Regions from separate parts of the Zea mays genome. Here region 1 is linked to region 2. Evidence: chromatin contacts called from public Hi-C data. All regions are on one chromosome and are shown on one strand. The core of a region is the stretch at or near the end of the contact, and the rest is flanking DNA. Distances in the headings are between cores, read along the strand shown.

Region 1 (3,087 bases), core at 142-2,641, 430 kb before region 2:
GCTCACAACCGGATCCCCTTCCATCACCACGATGTACACGTCATGTGTTCCAAGGACCACTCGTTGCACTTGCACAAAGATAAGAAGCAAACAGGCGAGCTTGATCCTCCACATCTTCCAACAATGTCAGCGCCCGAGAAACCTTCGGAAACGTGCAGAGCGAGAAAGCATCAGGTGACACACGATATTCAGCACAGACAAAGACATTAAACATCCAACTATGGCCAGTCGAAAAAACTTCGTGACGTCCCCCTCCAGCCTCCAGGCCAGCAGCGTTGGTCCAAGGACCAAGGGTAGAAGTACAGCGGCGACTAGGCGGCAACACTGACTGCCGCGCACGTCAAGGTGCGGCACCGCACTGTTCCAGCCAGTAGGTGCCCGCGGTGGCAGAGCTTGCCCGCCTCACAGGGACCCCCTCCCCCATGGAGGTGGGTGGGGGAGCGCATTTACGGAACCTCTTAAATCAGGGGTGGGCGCCAGTGGTACTAAAATGGCGCAGATTAAGGGCATGTACAGTGGAGAGACACCAAAACGGTTCTCCAAGCACAGGAGACAACTAAGAGACTCTATTGTACAATGGAGTGTCTATAAACGTAGTCTATTAATAAATACAGAATTAAATGTATTTGTATAGCATCAGATCGATAGAACAGACGACAAATTCGTACAGTGGGAAGTGAGGCGTCTGTTGCTACTTGGTTTACGAGCCAGAGGCGTCTCTTCACGGAGAGACGGCTCTAAGATTTTTTTGCAAATAAGCCCCTTAAACACCTTAAGAGACTCCACATTAAACACCACTGTATGCCCTAATGACGCGAGTAGTAGTGAGCGATACATGAGGACGGCTAGCGCCTTGGACGCAATGCATTGCATATGCACGCGTTTCGTTTCCCCCAGCAGCCCAGCTAGTAAAATCTTGTCACGTTTAGTTTCAAGTGGTTGGGGGGAATACAGAGGAAAGAGCATTTCGATCGGGTCGTTCCAAGGGCAAGAACAAAGCGGAACCTTTCTTTCTTTTTTTTTTTTTGGTCTCCGACAAGGAAAAAACTCTTGCGGCAATCAATGAAACCGAGGATCACTCACCTAGTGTGTGACTTGCGACAGACGGCAGAATCTCCAGTCTCCGCTCCACCCCAGTGGGCACCGAGGGAGGAATGGCAGCGGCGGCGGCGGCGGCGGTGGCGGCTCCCAAGCGCACGGATCAGTCGGCCTTGACCGCGCCACCCAGTGGCGGCGGCATGCCCGGGCGCGGCACTGGCGAAGCAAAGAGATCGCTCCGCTCGAGGGCGTTAGGGTTTGGGGAGCGGAGTGGCCGCGGGAAGTGAGCGGAATGGAGGCGAAGCTGAGTGCTTGCACAGCACAGTTCCGCTGGTGCTGGCTTGGTTAGTGGTGCCGTCACCTTTTGGCTGCCTCCCTTGTCTTTAATGGAGGGATAGGCAATGCAATTGCAAGGCAAGGCAAGGCAAGAATCTCGATTTTTTTTTCCTATCCTTTGGGTGCTTTTGGCCCCCAGGCGGCCAGGCCCCACTCGCCCTGCTCCCGCTCTTGCCACGTATGTAGGTGCGGTGGCCCGCGGTGTCAGTGGTACAGGCGCTGTGAATGCGTCGTACGGAGGGTTTTTTGAAAGATAGTATCGTAATAGAATCCACGGCGACGCGTCCTCCGGGCATGCGTGCCCCGCCGCATGGGGCATATGGACATGGAGGTAGCTGTTACCGATTCGGAACGCGTGCACCTGGTCTTGGTGGATTGGCGAGGGATAAGTCCGACCTGTCAGTGGAATTTGGCTCATGGACCTGGTCTTCGTCGGTAGCACCAGGCCGCTTAGGGGGCTTCTCGTGAGCGCGTGACTGACACTGACTGACTAGGCCCAGGCTGCCAGGCAGGGCCGCCGCGGGAGCTAGTGGGTCCAACGGGCCCCATGGTACGCGTCCAGGGCGGGAGGAGCGGCGGCTGCGCCTCGGTACTGGCGGGCGGCGCCGATCCAGCACTAGCCGCTGCGCACCCCGGGTTGTCTGTGTGGCTCGGGACAAGTGTCGTGTCGGTCGGCGCGGGATGGGAGAATGACGGGGCCACGTGAGCAGCAGGATGCCCTGCCTGCCTGCCGTGATCACGAGAGATGCCGGAGAGAGAGACGTTGCTTGTGTCAGGTCAAGCTTTTGTGTTTTGAATGAACTAGCTGAGCCAGCCGCCTGATCGTCCGGACTGACAACTTCAGCACCAGCCACTAGGATGTTGCTAAAACATCCGACTTTATCACAAATCTAATATTTTAATATAGATATACATAGAATTTAAAGCTAATTTTTGACAATGTTATTAAGAATATTATGAAGTATTTAAATAAATTTGTATATAATTTTTTATGTATATTATTTTCTCCCTACAACAAAAAAGTGAAAAAACATCCGAATCCGTATTCGAATAGACATCCGAAGTTTATATCAATTATTTAAAAATATATAGAATGAATTTAATGTTTATTTTTTATGAAGATTAATAGCCTTAATGCTAAAAACAAAAATATAAATTTACATAACAAATTTTATATGTTATTTGTTCATAATCGAAGAAAGAAGACCAAAAATTTGATATCCGAATAAATATTCGGATCCATCCCTACCAGCCACTAGCGCCCCGACGAGGGGGGTTTTCGGATAGGATTGGGATGATTTTTTAGAGAGAAAATAATGCAGTATAAAAAGTTATTATGTCTTTAAAAATATATTTAACAACATGACTAAAGATTAGCACCAAATTCTATACACATCTATATTAGAATATTAAATTTCTTATATAATTCGGATATTTAGGATCCACTCCTATCCATTATTTTACATCCGTTTCAACATGAGTCTAAGGGCAGGTACAAACTAGAGACCCTAGAACGATTTTTTAAATGTAAGAGACAACTAAAAACTGCATGATGCAATCTTAGGTCGTTATATCATAAATACAGTTACAATAAATATAGATTGTCGTGAGTAGACGGTTTTTTCACGAAGAGTCTCTCTTGATTTTTTTCACTTAATCCCCTAAAAACCCCTCAAGAGACGATTTAATTAATAGTACATGTCCTAACGGCAT
Region 2 (3,251 bases), core at 563-3,062:
TCGGGATTAAATTGCTAATGCATTATTTACTGGGAGAATGTAATTTCAATTTTAGAGTACTTTCCCATGGACAAAAATAAGATGTATAAAATAGTATAATTTTAATATTGTGTCTTTATAAATAGTTGCGTGAATCGATAGAATACCATAATCGTAAAAAAAGACGACCATAAATAATGGTATTACTGCCTTTGTCTCTTAAAGAATAATAATATGTATTCGTATAATCTAGACAACTAAACAACTATATACAGATTATAATCTCGACAAATTATAATCTAGATTATATAATCCAAATCTATAAGCTAAAACAAACTAGGATTTAATGCTTAGTCATTTTATGGTTTAATGAGATATAGTTGTTGATCCAAGCCTAATATTAGCGAAACATTTTGCTGAACACTAAAAGTGGTGGACGATCTGGCCCTAGGGCCCGGACAGTCCGCGCCCCCGCGATCAAATTAACCGATTATCCTTATTTGGTGTATGGTTATTCATCTATGCATGTGTGATTTGTTAGCTATCGCGGTCCAGACCTCCCCTATATATATGAAGGGATACGACCGATTGAGAACCTCTGAACACATTCTAATCGAACCAATTATTTTCTTTATCATTCATGCCATAGGAGTAGATGTAGCGTAGTTATAGCTATAGCTTTTCGCATATTCACCTCTACCCCTATTCGACTCTACGTCGTCTAGATCCATCTTGGGAGACCTGTCGATCCTGAAACGACCATAGGATCTTACCTCTCTCGGGGGTGGCAAGGTCTAGTTGTCCATTCAAGATACACTACCTCAATTGTCGATTAATTCCTAGGCGACTCCACATCGTTTGGGGACACCCCGGGTGACATGTCAACCCATAGCATCCTAAGATCTCCCCTAGGGGCGAGGTCTAGATTCCAGTAAGGAGGAAGATGACCATGCGCCATCGCGGACCCTCCATCTCAGAGCATGGACCGTCCGGTGTGACGCAGAGAAGGTGCCGCTCCTGCGCCTAGGTCGAGGACCGTTCGGTCCAGAGTTGCGGGCCGTCCGTGCCGCCGCAGAGGGCACCACCAGACGGTACACCCACAGTGATTGACGCCTAGATCAGCGTCGACACATTTTAATTGGTACTCCCACCGTCTCAAAATATAATTCGTTTTATTGGGTGTTTGGATTCCTTCATTTTAGAGGAATTGAATTCACTCAATAAAATAACTTATTTAGTTTAGAATTTGATATTCCACCACTTTCTAAAGTTCAGATATAAGCTTATCTCAAATTCATGAAGAGAAGGGTGGGAAATGATTTTATGCATTAATAGAATTTGTTTCTATTTTGTAACTTACATGACACTCTTCGTCTCACTCCTCTATAGTAAAAATATAACACATAAATATCTCCGACATCTTGCTAATAATATTATATAAATATATTTTACATAAAACCTAATTAGCTTAATTGATATATGTCTAAATTACTATTATTATAATAGAATTCAATTCTAATGATCCAAACGGGACCTTAGACTAATTACGCATTCATTAAGTAACATATAAATGTAGTTTGCATATTGAATGATGTGCACATAAAAAAGTGAGCTAGAACTATATTTTGGGATGAGTATAATATAGGAGGATATAAAATTAATCTATTTTTAAAAAACGAAATTATGTTTATTTCTAGGAACACCGTACAAAAAAAAACAATGCATCCGACGGCTGTGGTGTGTCCACAAAACCTACCCGAACCCATGGACGCCTACTACGTCGTCTTCGTCTCTCCAACCCGGGGACATTTTCCACCCTCCAAATCGAAACCAGATTGAAATCCTAGGGGCTAGGGTTACCCTCCATCCCATCGTCCGATCCGATCCGATCCCGCCGCTCATCCATGTCCCACCACGACGGAAGCAAGCCATACCAGCCGCGCCGGGGGCCCGAGCGGCACCCGCAGCCAGCGGATGGGATCGCCGCCCCGCCTCCCGCCGCCGTTGCCCCGTCGGTGGAGCACCTCGTGGCGGCCGCCGCCGAGGCGGAGGCATTGAACCGCTTCGCCGCGGAACAACAGCAGCAGCTGCAGGGGCACGAGCAGGAGGTTGGGGAGGAAGAGGAGGAGGAGGACGAGCAGGAAGACGAGATGGAGGAGGAGGACGAGGATGAGCACGAAGGTCAGCACGGCGGCATCGGTGGGGAGCACGTTCCCATGGACGCGGATGCTGCTGCCGCGGCGGCGGCGGCCGCAGTCTCGCAGATGGACCCGCACTCGGCGTTGGTGGCTGGGACCGTGCCACCCATGGCGACCAACCAGCTCACCCTCTCGTTCCAGGGCGAGGTCTATGTGTTCGACTCCGTCTCCCCTGATAAGGTCCCCCCTCCTCTTCTGCTCTCTGTAGATGTTAACTTGTTTTTCTCTGCGTGTAGTCAATTCAATTCGCTATACCGATGAGAGCTGTTGGTTTTGTCTGCAGGTCCAAGCCGTGCTTTTGCTGCTTGGAGGGAGGGAGCTGAGCAGCCTGGGCGGAGCGTCGTCCTCTGCACCTTATAGTAAGGTTAGGATAAGTGATGTTGAATTTATGTATGATGCCTATGTTCATATTAACTGCAAACTGGAATGGATGGTTCACATGCGTGTATTTGCTCTTCTCCTTTCAGAGGTTGAATTATCCACATCGGGTGGCATCTCTGATGAGATTTAGGGAAAAGCGGAAGGAGCGGAACTTTGATAAGAAGATCCGATACTCTGTCCGGAAGGAAGTTGCACTTAGGTTGGTGATAGCTGTTTAACTTTGGTTGGATACACTGTTCGCACTATCTGAAGTGGCATTAAGTTTGTTTTGTCGGAACTCAATAAACTTAATTTTTGTGATTGGAAACCAAGGATTTGCCCTATTGTATGGCATCATGTTCCTTGTTCAAATGTAACTAGTTCCAAGTGGGAAGATGCACACCATAACTCCATGGCATTTTCCAAGTTCTTATGATTAGAATAGATTGATTATTCGTGAGCCCTAATTTTTATGTGTTCGTTTTTAGCAGTGACTATTGTTTGGTAGTCATTAGGAATCCTTCGAGTCATGACTCATGAGTGACTGTATGTACTACTTTCACCAGTTGTCATGTATGTTGCAAAAAAAAAAGTTGCTCACCTGATTAACTAGTTTTCATTATTTCTTACTGTTGCATGGTTTTTGGTTGCGTAGCAGCTTTGTCCATTTATGCTGACGTGGTGTTTCTTGATTTAAATGTAGGATTATGATGT

What was found. Hi-C and Micro-C count contacts between places; a contact is called where the count stands out from the background.
Region 1: a contact with region 2 is called in a Hi-C map of leaf mesophyll, with 4 times the contacts expected there. The contact joins the promoter of LOC100274487 here to the promoter of LOC100277669 in region 2. A contact is called at or near these places in 2 of 25 Hi-C or Micro-C datasets (leaf mesophyll and tassel).

Annotation. Positions count from the first base shown.
Region 1 is chr5:58,200,985-58,204,071 of Zm-B73-REFERENCE-NAM-5.0, reverse strand. LOC100274487 reads right to left here and starts at 1,391. Exons shown (of 11, transcript NM_001353544.1): 1 at 1,084-1,391; 2 at 1-142. The coding sequence starts at 114.
Region 2 is chr5:57,770,323-57,773,573 of Zm-B73-REFERENCE-NAM-5.0, reverse strand. It overlaps LOC100277669 (GATA transcription factor 24), which reads left to right and starts at 1,812. Exons shown (of 7, transcript NM_001151176.2): 1 at 1,812-2,357; 2 at 2,461-2,541; 3 at 2,645-2,757. The coding sequence starts at 1,884.